Regions from separate parts of the Mus musculus genome. Here regions 1 and 3 are each linked to region 2. The links are chromatin contacts, called in public promoter capture Hi-C maps. All regions are on one chromosome and are shown on one strand. The core of a region is the stretch at or near the end of the contact, and the rest is flanking DNA. Distances in the headings are between cores, read along the strand shown.

Region 1 (4,601 bases), core at 1,550-4,049, 430 kb before region 2:
CTCGCACCAGACCCTGGTCGGCGGCTAGGTGGGACCCGTCTCCGCTTCCAGGAACGCTAACAAGTGCTCACTGCCACTCCAAATCAGGCTCAGCCCCGAGGACGGTCCTGGTTTGGGTTTTGTTTGTTTTGTCTGCATGGCGCTAGGGACGAAATCTTGAGCCAGCGCAGCCGGGTGCACAGCGCTCCTTAAGCAATGACTTTATTTAGCGCTGCAGGTTGGCAGTTTTTCTCTTTCCGTGTTCCATATTGCCGTGGTACAGGTGGTTCTCTTCCGGAAGCGCCCACCCCTCCAAAGGTAGCATGGCGAGAGACAGACCCTGGGAGGGCGTGTGGTGCGCATGGGCGGAAAGCACCAGACCCTGGGAGGGCTTGTGGTGCGCATGGGCAGAGAGCAGGCAGTCTACAAACCTGCAGCGCCCCAGGCCAACAGAAAATTCAACTCCCCGTGGCCCAGCGTGTCTGAGGCCAGGCTCAGGACTGAGGAGCTGGCAGCAGGGTCTCCGGGGGTGCCAAGCTTCTTGTTCATGTGCCCTTCACATCAGCCAAACACAAAGAGTGAATGACAGACATGCCGAGAAACTTCTCTGACCCACACTACTATCTTTGAGGACCTGACACTGTGTAAACCCACGACCCACAAACACCATGAGATTCCTTCCGCTTCTGTAGGAAATGGTGCAGCACTTTCATAGACACGAGCAAAATGAGGAGGAGCTGCGGGGCAACACTGAACCCCAACACTGCCTGTGATGGTTTATATATGCTCAGCCCAGGGAGTGGCACTATTGGAAGGTGTGGCCCTGTAGGGGTAGGTGTGTCACTATGGGTGTGGTCTTTAAGACCCTCATCCTAGGGGTTAGAGAGATGGTTCAGTGGTTAAGAGCACTGACTGCTCTTCTGAAGGTCCGGAGTTCAAATCCCAGCAACCACATGGTGGCTCACAACCATCCGTAATGAGATCTGAAGCCCTCTTCTGGTGTGTCTGAAGTCAGCTACAGTGTACCTATATACATTTAAAAAAAAAAAAAAAGCTGCCTGGAAGCCATTCTTCTCTGAGCAGCCTTCAGATGAAGATGTAGAACTCTCAGCTCCTTCTGCACCATGCCTGCCTGGATGCTGCCATGCTCCCACCTTGATGATAATGGACTGAACCTCTGAACCTGTAAGCCAGCCCCAATTAACTCTTGTCTTTTATAACTCTTGGTCATGGAATCTGTTCATAGCAGTGACATGCTAACTGAGACACTCCCTCAGTTTGCAGGGACGACAAATGTACTTCAAGGATGAGCTGCCATCCCTGAGCTGAGCGCAGACACCCAAGGGAAACTGGATTTTAGAGATGAGCATGTGTGGGCCTTCTGGAAGCGTGGCCTTACAGTCAGCAAAGCCTTACCTCAGGCTGTGGTCCTCCTACCCCAGTCTCCTGAGTGTGGCGGCACACACCTTTGATTCCAGCACTCGGAAGGTGGGGGGTGGGGGGAGGTGGATCTCTGTAAGTTCAAGGCCAGCCTGGTCTACAGTCAATCTGTCAGGCATCTACTGCAGGGCTGCAGCCTCTGGACACAGACTTCTACCCAGTAAGGCCAGCCTGCAAGGCTGCTCCCTGCAGACGGTCTCATCTTGCAGTCACTGGGGACTTAGTGTCACTGTTCCCAAATGTCTCTCTCCCTTGATGTATATCCCAGAAGTCCCTCACAGACAGCAGAGTTGGCTCTGGGCACGGACAAGGGGCCAGCAAGAGAAACTGGACGCCCAAAAGGCCCTCAGGGGCAGATTCCTCATCCAGGCCATGAGCTCGATGCTGACAGATGAACTCACCAGCGACAGGGTGGACACTCAGGTCACCCCTCCATACACGGCTTCACTTCAAACACAGACGTCTGTCTGTTCAGGCACAGCACTGGACTCAGCCATTGCAGTGGCTGCAAGAAACACTTGTCTCCCCAAGCCCCTTTTTTAGATTCATTTATTTTAATATGTATGAAGTGTTCTGCCTACACATATGTCTATGCACCAAGAGTGTGTGTGGTGCCCATTGAGGCCAGAAAAGCATGTGGGGTCCCCCCCGAGACTGGAGCTACAGAAGATGGTGAGCCACCATGCGGGTGCTGGGAATCAGGCCTGGGTTCTCACCACTGCTCTTAGCTGCTAAGCCAGCTCTCGTTTCTTTTTTTAAAACATTTCTTTGTTTTTATTTCACGTTTATGAGCACTTGGCTTGCATGTATGCACGTGGTACACCGCGGAGGCCGGAAGAGGACACTGATCCCCTGGAGCTGGGCTGAGGGTGGGTTGTGCAGACCATGTGACTGAATGAACCCAGATCCTTCCTGCAGAGCTGCTGGTGCTCTAACCACTGAGCAGCCTCCCCATCCTGGACACTCAACCTTATAACAAAGCAAACCCAGAATAGCACTCCTAGAGAACATCAAGCTCCCGCACTGTCCATGAACACCTGAACATTCAGGGGCTGACAGACAGACCAGTCGAAATGCACGCACAGGTCAACATGACCTCTCAAGCAGCCAGCAGAAGGCGAGCAACCTTCATCTCCAGGACACAGTGTCAGGAAGCCCAGTCTACTCTCACAAGTAGCATGGGTCACCCCAGACACCTGCAGAGTGGGGGCCATGGTGGGCAGAGCCCCCATTCGTCTGCAGTCTCTGAGGAGGCTTTCCTGGGCCCTTCAGAGGTCATGGGACATGGGACACCAGTGCCAGGCTTATGAGTCCTGGCTAGCCTTTCCCTCGCCACTGGGGACAGCTGGACAGCTGCCAGAGGACAGTGACTCACAGTGGCCAGGCCCAGGAGTCTCCGAAGGGAGAGGGGGGTGTGTGGGCTTCAGACAGTCTGTGCTGCATGGCTGTGTTTACACTCTGCCCAGAAGGAAGACACACCCAGTTCTTCAGATGCCCTGTGGCTGTCTCTGAGAGCCAATCACCCAGCCCCACCCACTCCCTGTGGCAAGGCCAGCCTTCCCTTAAGCCTGCAGAGACAGACTCAAGCTCAGCAGTGAAGCAGCCTTAAAACAAAAAACAAAACAAAACAAAAACAAAAAAAAAAAAAAAAAAACCTAGTACAGCCTCTGCAGCCAAGTGAAAGGCCACACAGGTGGTATGTGGAAGTTAACTCTTAAATGCCTTATCTGTGTTGATGGTACACCCCTGTCATCCCACTTCAGAAGGGGTGGTTCGAATCCAGCTTGGGGTACCACATGAGGCCTGTCTCACAAAAAGTGAAACAGGTTTAAATCTGATGTACCCACCCAGCACCGCACCTCGGCGGTCAAGGCCAACTAGGACCACAAACCAAGAACCTGTCTCAAAAATAAATAAATAAATAAATAAAAGCTGGAAGTCAAGCCCAAAGCCCCATAGTAGCGTGCTCACCTACATCAGGTACAAAGATCTGGGTTTGATCCTTAAGCCACCACCCACCAACAAAAACCTGAAGCCAGGCATGGCGGCTCACATTTGTAATCTCAGCACCCAGGAAGCTGAGGCAGGAGGATTTGTCCAAGTTTGAGGACACCCTAGGCTACAGAGTGCATGGGATCTTGCCTCACAAGAAACCAACCAAGAACAAAAGCATAAAAATACATCAGCAGGCTGGAGAGATGGCTCAGTGGTTAAGAGCACTGACTGTTCTTCCAGAGGTCCCGAGTTCAATTCCCAGCACCCACATGGTGGCTCACAACCATCTGTAATGAGATCTGACATCCTCTTCTGATGTGTCTGAAGATAGCGACAATGGACTCACATAAAACAAATACATCTTAAAATAATAATAACACCCAAGAGCTGAACTGCTTCCCCAGGGAGGTGTGAGACTGGAAGGCGAGGGAGGAAACTCAACTCAGAGCCTTCGTTCCTCCAGGACGTGGACAGACCCTGTCCTTCTATTTCTCTAACAGTCTGTGTTTTCTGCTGTGCCCCTTCCACTGGTGGGCTCAACACATCCACTGGACATTAAATATCCCTAAACAGCATCTCCCAAGCTCAGCTACTTAACAAAGCAACAGCGTTCATCCTGACAGTCAAGCTGGGAACAGTGGGGGCATTATTAGCCTCTCCTCGCAGAGCAATCCCACAGTCGACTCCCAACCACACCACTGTAAAGGGTGGAACTACAGTGTCACTGCAGTCAGGACACTGCCTACGGGACTCCTGCAGGGTGGGATCCAGGGAGTGAACGCAGGGCATCAAGTTTGGCGCAGGGCATCAAGTTTGGCGGCAGGTGCTGTATTGACAGGGCCATCTTATCAGCCCCTGTATGAACAAACAGCTGAGAGGTCTCAACTCAGCAGCCCTGCACTGCTGTGAGGAAGCACACTTAGGCACGCGGCATCAGAACTGGCCAGCAGCAGACCTGGGTAGAGGCTGAACCACAGAGTCTGTCAGGCAAGGGCAGGTATTTGAGGTCCCCGCTCTTGCTGCTCTGGGGACTAGGATATATTTACAGCTCTTCCTTTCCTCGGGGCACAAACACAGTTGGTCGTTGGCCAAGGAGGTGATGCATTAAAAAAAAAAAAGTTTATGCCCAGGTGGCTGGGTGCTAGGTTCTGTCCCTCTCCTCTGGGGACGACATTACGATCCATGGC
Region 2 (4,596 bases), core at 597-3,096:
CAGCGCCCCCTGGGGTGGCTGTGTGTTTAGTTTCACTGGGGCCACACCTTTGGCTTTTCCATCATCTCAGGTAGGTATTTGACACCTTTTTTTAGAAAGAGACATTAGCTCTGCGGCTTTGGAGTGTTGGGCCAGTGTACCCCACAGTTAGACACGAGCTTAGCTCCAGGGGTTTGTAGTAGGTGGGGAGACAGGCGCTGCTAAGGCTATGGCCATCTGTCCAAGAGTCTGCCTTGCCTTCCCCAAATCATGGTCTGCCCCGTGCTCACTCAGCTGCAGGCCATGTGCGAGAGGAGGAGTGCGGGCTGTTCATGACCATGGCTCTGTGGCCACAGGCTCCGTGCTAGTCTCTGTGCACTGGTTCCTTAGCTTTGTAAGAACAGAGATTTGGTGAAGTACTGGCATACCTCTACCTGTGTGGGCCCTCTGCCTCCCAACTGCTGGGATTAAAGGTATGCGCCACCACACCACACCCGTGCAGTGACTCTTCCTAAACTATTACCTGGAGGAGACGGTCTCCTGGTCGTAAGTTGCAGGCAGCGCATTGTCCAGAGAGCTCTCCTGGCTTGGTGCCCTGTGGGGTATATTGAATTTCTTGGGCCACACTAGCAGAGTCCGTGCTGGAGCATTCAGACCCAGGCCCAGAGGCAAGGGTTAGCTTGGCTGGGCAGCAGCTCCTCCTCCAGGGGCTTTGCCTCTAGCTCTGGTGTGGTGGCCCTGGGTCTTCCTGATGTGGCCTCCATGGGCCATCTTCTCCTATCTCCTCATAGAGATCCCACTGCTGCTGCCTCTTCCTCAGTCATATCTGTAAAGGCCCTGCATTTTTGCCCAATGATTTTGGAAGACATTGATCCATCAGTGACAGGGATGTGGGTTTCTCTGAGTTTGGATAATCAGATGCTGTCTCTTCCCTGGTCCTGAAGGATGGCTCGGGAAAGCTGCTCAAATGCCTTGGATACAGGCCATTATATGGGTGTGGCATTGGTCTGCCATGGCTTGGCACGGGTCTTGGGATGCCCCGAGAATGCCAGTTTGCCTAGAGAGCCAGGGAAGAGTTGGGTTGGTTTAAGCTGGTGGCAGAGCAGCTTGAGTTCCGGAGACAAATGGGAGACCTCTTCTCAGAAGGGACCAGTCACTGCTGAGGGGTGGCTTAGAATGGCTGTCAGAGACTACAGACTAGGAGGAGTTGTGGGGAGGCATGAACGGGCCAGGGTGAGCTGGGGACAGCCTGCAGGCGTCCTTGGGAAACTTTGCCACCGTGCAGAGGCCTCTTCAGGCCTGCCTCCAAGCCTCTACAGCTGAAGAGCAGCAGTGCCCTTGACTTTCATGAGCTCAGTGCTCCACCACCTTGGGCAGCAGGTGACCCCACAGGCCAGCAGCTGGAGGCTTCTGTTGTTTCCAGGGCTTTTGGTTTTGAGCTTTGGTCCTACTGCATGGCCTGCTGAGCAGAGGAAGGTATGACATCAGGCCTCGTCTTGTTTGTCCTCCGCTGTGACGAAGGTGGACACATAGCCAGAAGTGACACTGTGAGATGGCTTCTCCTATTCCTTGGTTTTGCCTACAAACAGGCACAAGAGCGATGGTGTTCTTACTCAGTGAGGCTTTCAAATGTGTATCAGATGAGGTAGTTGGCCAGCAGGGGGTTCTGTGGTGACTGCGACTGGAAGCCAGGTGACTGGCCTGGGACCTACAGAGGCTTTTGTCCATATCTAAAGCCACTTGTCTCGCGTGTGGTTTCTCAGTGGTTTATGACTCTGTCTATTTGAGATGACCTGGAAGTCAGAACCAGAGCTGCCAACTCACTCCTGAGGGAAAGGGAAAAGTACTTCCAGGTCACAGGCCTGCTGTCACTGTGCCATTGCTGAGTATATGCAAACAGAACACTCAGAGACATCTCCTAATGCCCAGTAGGTAATATGGCAGTGAAAGGGTTCCACTCCTTCTCATGGCTGCTCTTGATGAGAGCAGCTGTAGAGTTTGGGGGAGAACTTCCCCCTCAGGAGACGATCTAAACTCGGTGGCTTTAACAGCCAGAAGAGGACATTTGCCAACTTAGACTTTTGATTATTGGAGTTTGAGTTTCTTCATTTATTTTCCTGTTATTTAGTGAAGTTGCATAAGCCAGCTACAGAGGTCACTGTGTTGAAGAGAAAGTCTTGTGACGTCCTTCACTACCATCCTTCCTGCTGTCATTGGGCCGTGGCAGACAGAGGACCATGGGCTGGAGACAGGGTCTAGTGGTTAAGAACACTTACTCCTCCTAGCAGTCCTGAGTTCGAGTCCCAACTCCCACAGCAGTGGCACACAGCTGTCTGTAGCTCTAGCTCTAGGTGATCCAGTAACTGTGACCTCTGCGGGTACACAAACACACACATACACACAATTTAATAAATATAAATTTTAATTGGCAAATTTAAGGATTGGTGATACAAAAAGTAAGTTCTAAAAAGAGGGAGGGCCATGGCGTGAGGTCGTGAGATGGCCAGGCTCTGCGTGCTCTTCTGTGCTCCCGGCCTGTTCTGTGCTCCTAAGGATCGGCAGTTGGGGTCCAGTGGTGCTCTGCTGTGTGCTGTGTGTTCCTGCTCTACCCTCCAGGGCTGGATGTGGCTACTACCCTTCCCTGGGGTTCCAGGCAACTCTGGGAAGTGGTTCCTGTGCTAAGAGCTTGGGTGTGTTAGGAGACAGCCTGGTAAGAACGAAGGAGTAAGCAACTGGCTGGGAGCACTGGGCAAACATCTTCAGGTGCCTGCTGCTCCCCGAATGCTGGCCAGAATTTACTGAGTGCCCCTCGTTTGTAAGGGAGGAAGGGTAAACACTGTGTGAGATCCCTGTACATTTAAGGTGTTCTAGAAAGCAAGTGTGCTGCACTGAGGGAGTTTTGGATGAGGAGAGGGGACAGTACTGTTTGCTGGTCTGGACTGAGGCGGGCTAGGCTAAACAGAAGAGCAGAGGGTAACGGACTACAGCTTTGGCAAGACCTGTATGAGTGCAGTTTTGAGTCTGATTCCCTAGGCAATTAGGATGGTATATGTCGTCTTGTGAGTGAGTTTAGGGCAAGAGAAGTTACAGGCTTGGGAGTCTGAAGCCTGGGAGAAATGGAGACTCGTTGGTGTTGGAGTGAAGCCTGGTTCTTTAAAGGTTAACTAACTCGACGGGAGGAGTGGTAAATACCTGCATCTGGTCCTGCTGCCCCCAGTGACCTGAGTGATGGGCGTCTTCCTTGATGAAGTGAGATTTTCTAGAAGATGAGTCAGACCTTTAGGAGTAGGCCAGCGGCTCAGCTGGGTCTCTTAGCAGAGCTTAGCTGCTGTTTGGTGCTCTCAGCAGTGGGGCTCAGGACAAGGCCTGCGTATGAGAGCTCTTAACTGGGACGTGTTCTTTCAGGTCACCTCTTCTATAAATTTGGAATCACGGAATCTGACTGGTATCGGATCAAGCAGAGCATTGACTCCAAGTGCCGGACAGCCTGGCGGCGGAAGCAGCGAGGCCAGAGCCTGGCGGTCAAGAGCTTCTCTCGGAGGACGCCATCCTCATCCTCTTACAGTGCCTCAGGTAGGCTCAGGAGGGCGCTGTCCCGAAGCTCCGTTCATCAGTCCTGGCCCTGTCAGTGAGGCTGGCCTTGTGGGAGCTCCCTAGGCAGTGACAAGAGCACAGGGCCTGCCTATTTACACTGTAGGCTCAACAGGAAAATTTAGTGTGGGACCTTTCTCGAGTTGCCTGGTTACTTATCTTCTGAGCGTCCTGCTGCCTTAACAGTAGCTACTGTGTAGCTGCAGAGTGGCGGTGGGTGAAGGACGGAGGGCCCATGTTGTGCTCTTTAGTCTTAGTTTGAGCTTATAGACTCAGGCTTGTCCTTAAGATCGCAGAGACATTCTCTGAGCCCTACCTGTTGGCCCGTCCCCTCCCTTCATGCTAGTGTAGAGCTTGCACTCAGGGTCTTGGGCAATCTTGGCACTGGTACTTTGCCACTGAGCTATGCTCTCAATCCTAAAATTGCCTCTTAAACTGTTTTTCATAGCTTTCTTGGCAGTAGCAACAGCTCCTGAAAGCTGAGTCCTGGGTTTGCTCAGGATCTGGGACAGCAGTGGGCAGGTGGCCGGCAAGGCTTCCTTTCAGTGCACGCTTTGTCCAGGGACTCTGGTTTGGAAGCTACAAAGCTGGTCACCTGGAGCCCTCCTTGAGCATCTTCCAGAAAGAGCTCTTCCTCCTTTGTTTTAGTGGCCATTAGTTACTTAGCTGTAGCCGGTGCCAAGGCTCTAAGGTGGCAGCTGTGTGGGCCACACACATTGTTCCCGGTAGGCAGTGTTGCTGCAGGTGGCACGCAGAACTGGGAGTTGGACTTCTATCCTGGGAACCCAAGGGAGCCTTTAGGCATGTGAGGAATGTGTCTGGTGAGGTTGTGTGTGGCTGTTAAATGGGGCGAGCACGACTTGTAGCTAACCTAAGATGTGCTCCCAAGTGCTGTCAGCCGTGCGGGCTGTGGTTTGGTCCTTCCTTACCCGAGCAGCGGATCTTCATGGTGGCAGTCTGCAGTGGTCCATCAGTTCTGTTTGTCTCACTGTGGCTCCCATGTTACTGTCCATGTGATTTAATCCG
Region 3 (4,345 bases), core at 104-2,603, 370 kb before region 2:
TGACCTCCTTTGTGAGTTCCAGGCCAGGCAGGGCTATATAAAGAGACCCTATCCTGACGACGACAACAACAACACCACCACCACCACAAAAGGCTCACTCTGCATCCCGGTGTTCCGTGGAGCACCACAGATGCCTATGAGCAACGTGCCACCCGCCAGTCTGTCTCTGTGAACTCCAACTAAACTCAAGAAAAGAAATCCCAGTCGCTCGCTCACTCACTTTACAAAGGCAGCTCACGATGGCCAGCTTCACCAAGAAGTTACCAGGAAGTTTAAGTTGGGCCTGGGAGTGTTGGCAGTGCTTACCGAGCACACACGACATCCTAGGTCTGATGCCCAACACTCCATAAAACAGAGGCAGGGTGGAGCAAACCTGCAATCCTAGCACCCAGGAGGTAGAGACAGAGAGATCAAGATTCAGAGTTCCCCTTGGTTATATAGTAAGTTCAATGCCAAGCTGGGCTGTATGAAATTCCGTCTCAGGAAGGCGGGCGGGTAGGCAAGCAAGGAGGGAAAGAAGTCAGTAAAGAGGGCTGGGCAAAATGGCTCAGTGAATAAAGACATTTGACTTACAACTCTGAGTTCAATCCCTGAAAACGAAGTAAGAAGATAGGAGGACCTCCTCCCCAGGGCTGCCTTCTGCCTCCCACATGCATACTGTTAGGACAGAGATGTACCCACACCATGTGCACACATGATACTAAATAAAGTTAAAGAAGACATCAGAGAGCACTTAAGTTTATAAAGCTACTATTTCACATATGCCCATGATCCCTGGCACCTGGAAGTCAGAACGGAAGGGCCTTGAATTCCAAACCAGCCTGGGTGACACAGCTGCAGACAAGACACACCCTTTTCAGGAGACAAGTTTCATATCCCACTGTGTGAGCAGCTCAGGTACAGCTTTTCAGTACATGGCCATGAGCCAGCAACAGCCCATCATGGTTGCTTGACTCCCACAGCTCCTGACCCTACATCCTGGTTCCAAGAGGAGGCCAGGGGTGTGCTGACAGTCACAGGAGACCAGCACCCCTATCACCAGAGAGCCACAAGCAAACCCAGCTCCCTACCCCAAGCCTACAGATGAAGACAGGGTAGGGGTGTGCGACAACAGGGGCTTGTCCTGGTGTGGGACCCGCTACTGAGACCCAGGCTGAGATCAGGACCACTTCACAAAGCATCAGCATGCCCCCTGGGGACAACAACAGGAAGCACTTCCTGTGTCCATGTAGAGTCAGCCCAGAGCTGAGGCTGCTGTCCCCAGGCCAGCAACTGGCCAGGTCTAGGTCAGGGCAAAGCTGTGAGCAGCCTGATGAAAACACAGGCAGGGAAAAAATGCTTTAAAAGTGATGACTCCAGGCCAAGCGCGCCTGTCAGTCTGCCGTCTGGCTGGCTGGCCTTCCTCCTCTCACCTCTTGCTCTTCTGTTTACACTGGACGCTGTCTTCAACTGCAAGTCTCAGAAACGCTGTTTTAGGTTATTTTTGGTGAGGTTAATTTATCCACATGACCGGCCGGCAGTTTGACTCAGATGCTCTCTGACTCACTTCAGAGTTTCAATGGCCCCATGTGCACATGTCCCCCTCCCATCCTGTGCAAGGCCTGGAGACTAAGCCAAGGTACCCCCTTCCCCAGATCTTCCTGTTAGTTCAAATCCTCTCCGAGCAAAGCACCTTCCTTTACTCTCACGGAATGGTCAGAGGTTCTGCTGCCTGGCTAACTGCCCTTTCATCATCATGGCTAAAACCACCAGCCCAGGCAGGCACCTCAGCCCATTTACTTAGCCCTACTCCTCACCGCAGCCCAGCAGACACACATTCAGTGCCTCATCTCTATGGGCTGTTGTTCATTGAGGGATCCGCTGCTAACACAACAATGCCTTCCATTTAGACACTAGGCAGGCATCTGTAGGACATTCAGCTACAGCCTGAGTTCCTATGGCCCCAGTGGCACTGATTTTCAGGTGGTGCTCTGTACTCCCCATCTTGCCCGGCTGGCATCACTAGGATCTCAGCTGCTCTGCTTGGGTGCCAACAGGCCATGGCTACAGGCAGATCTGATGCTCAGCACCTGCTCCAAGACCAGGACATCCTCCTCCCTCCTGAGGGCCACAGGAAAGCTCATGTGACCTCCAGTGCCGCTGCCCGTTCAGGAGTGCCTTGCTGGAGTGCAGTTTAGGTGCCTGGTCCCAAGCAGCAGAGCCCAGGTCTTGATGCACGCCTTCTAGGTATGTAGATAAGAGTGGTGTGTCCAGGCCTAGTATGTGAAGACCTTTAGGTCTCACCTCGGGGCACAGGCATGTAGCTTCAGATAATCAGGAGACTACAAGAGGATGGCTGGCTCAGGGCCAGTTCAAGATAGAGACTAAGTGCAAGACCAGTCTTGGTGACTTAGTTACAGCCTGTCTCAACAAGTAAAAAGGGGCAGAGTATCCCCAGTGCACTCAAGAGCCTCACCTAGAACATGCAAGGCCTATACTTGATCCCAGGACCATGACTCAGGTCTAAGGTAGACCCTAAAATTCTGCATTTCTGATACTGTGACATTTCAAAATAAAGGATTATGCCTGGGTCAGACCAAAGGCCTGCCCTATAAGGAGGGACATGAGCAGAAACCCCAGGCCATGTGGACAATCAGCCCAAATGGACATGTATCCCTTCCAGGTAAGTCATGGGGGTCATGTGGTTTCATGGCCAATGTTGGTCCCATCCCGACAGCTAATTATCCATTATCCTTGGATAAGGACAATGTTGAAAAGGTTTTCCTCAGATTGTCTGTCCTGTGGAAAACCTCACACGGGCTTCCTGAAAGCTGCTGTAAACTCACTTTAATATTCATCATCAGGAATATAATCTTTAGAAATTTAAATTTTAGACACCTCTTTCTTTCTCTCTACCTATCTATTTATTTATTTATTTATTTATTTGAGACAGGGCTTGCTTGCTTTATTTATTTATTTATTTATTTATTTATTTATTTATTTATTTGAGACAGGGTTTCTCTGTGTAGCCCTGGCTGTCCTGGAACTCACTCTGTAGACCAGGCTGGCCTCGAACTCAGAAATCTGCCTGCCTCTGCCTCCCAAGTGCTGGGATTAAAGGCGGGCGCCACCACGCCTGGCCTAGACACCACTGTCAAAGAGCACATGCTCTTTACAATTAGATTTCTGGAAGTACAGCCCTCCAGATACAGACTGCCACAGGAAGCTGACCAGAGGAAACCTGGGCTTCCTGCAGCCCAGCACCATTGCTCCAACAGGGGATGGTAGTGAGCTGCTGGAGTAGGAGCCGCCATCAGCCCACATAACAGACCAAATCGTCCCCACATTACAAATAAAACTCAAGCACAGCTCCCAACATTTTGTCCAGGACCACATGCTCAGATGGGAAGGAAAACTGAAACATGGCAGCCACCGGAGTTGAGGGATGAGTGGGCACAGGGGCACACATCTAGGATCCTAGCAGTCAAGGAGGCTGAGGCAGGAGAGTCACATGTTCTAGGTCAGCCTGGGCTACGTAACAAGACCCTGTTTCAAAATAAACAGGAGGAAGAGGAGGCAGGGAAGATGGGGAGAAAAGAGAGTGGGCAGAGAACACGGCCTCACAGGGTGCAGCGGGCACACAGCCCTGCTCACGGAAGGGACTGCTCAGGAGATTCTCTGGTGTTCTGTCCCAGCCTCTTTCATGGCAACATGGAAATAATAGCAGTGGTAATTACAACACTCTTACTGAGCTTACCAAGCTGGAAGACTGATACTGGACACTTACTACTAAGGCTGTGGCACACAGTGTGGCTGAAGGCACCCTAGTGGACTGCAGTGCTGTCATGACTGCATGCTGTCACAGTAAAAACACAGGACCACACAGAAGGGTTGCAAGGCAGGGGTCCTACAGAGCTTCCTACCCTCCTGGGCACCCCCTGGGCACCGGGCAGAACTTGTAACAGCCACTCAACGTCCACATCCTGTGCTAGAATCCAGGGGGTCCCTCCTCCTTCAAACAGACCCCTGCAAGTCCATCACGACAGGCCATCACCTCTCCTAAAACTAGCGGCGACAGTTTAAGAAGTGGTTTCGTGGCCTGAACATCAGTAAATCAGAATCACTTCCAGACAGGCAGCAGGCAGCCAGGAGACGGGCACAGGTACCCGTGACTCCTCTGCACCTTCTAACCACCTAAAGCTACCTGGAGGATTCAGTAAATTCCTAAGCTGTCACAACCAGTGACAAGGCCAAGGGCTTGTATGTAGGAAGATACAACTCACCTTCACAGGGTGAAAACCAATGACATCAACATGCATCAAATTTACAAGTGACACAGACAAGCCACAGCCCTCTGATTGTAGAC

Evidence for each region. Capture Hi-C pulls out chosen DNA fragments and counts their contacts.
Region 1: a promoter capture Hi-C map of adipose tissue shows a contact between it and region 2. The contact joins two enhancer-like sites. A contact is called at or near these places in 1 of 115 datasets of contacts at active chromatin or transcription factors (pancreatic cancer cells) and 1 of 9 other capture datasets (adipose tissue).
Region 3: a contact with region 2 is called in a promoter capture Hi-C map of liver. The contact joins two enhancer-like sites. A contact is called at or near these places in 1 of 115 datasets of contacts at active chromatin or transcription factors (pancreatic cancer cells) and 1 of 9 other capture datasets (liver).

The regions. Positions count from the first base shown.
Region 1 is chr8:121,570,637-121,575,237 of GRCm38.p6, forward strand. The region is part of intron 1 of Fbxo31 (F-box protein 31); the gene reads right to left. Among named protein-coding and RNA genes, the nearest start is that of Fbxo31, 5.9 kb to the right of the region's middle. Within about 2 kb of position 2,800, at least 112 of the 459 cell types and tissues checked have an H3K27ac peak or open chromatin away from gene starts, as enhancers often do. A contact at or near this core is called in adipose tissue, where this site is marked.
Region 2 is chr8:121,997,580-122,002,175 of GRCm38.p6, forward strand. Banp (BTG3 associated nuclear protein) reads left to right here. Exons shown (of 14, transcript NM_016812.4): 8 at 3,385-3,552. Among named protein-coding and RNA genes, the nearest start is that of Mir7237, 22 kb to the left of the region's middle. Within about 2 kb of position 1,847, at least 9 of the 459 cell types and tissues checked have an H3K27ac peak or open chromatin away from gene starts, as enhancers often do. A contact at or near this core is called in adipose tissue and liver, where this site is marked.
Region 3 is chr8:121,630,563-121,634,907 of GRCm38.p6, forward strand. The region is part of intron 1 of Zcchc14 (zinc finger, CCHC domain containing 14); the gene reads right to left. Among named protein-coding and RNA genes, the nearest start is that of Zcchc14, 19 kb to the right of the region's middle. Within about 2 kb of position 1,354, at least 94 of the 459 cell types and tissues checked have an H3K27ac peak or open chromatin away from gene starts, as enhancers often do. A contact at or near this core is called in liver, where this site is marked.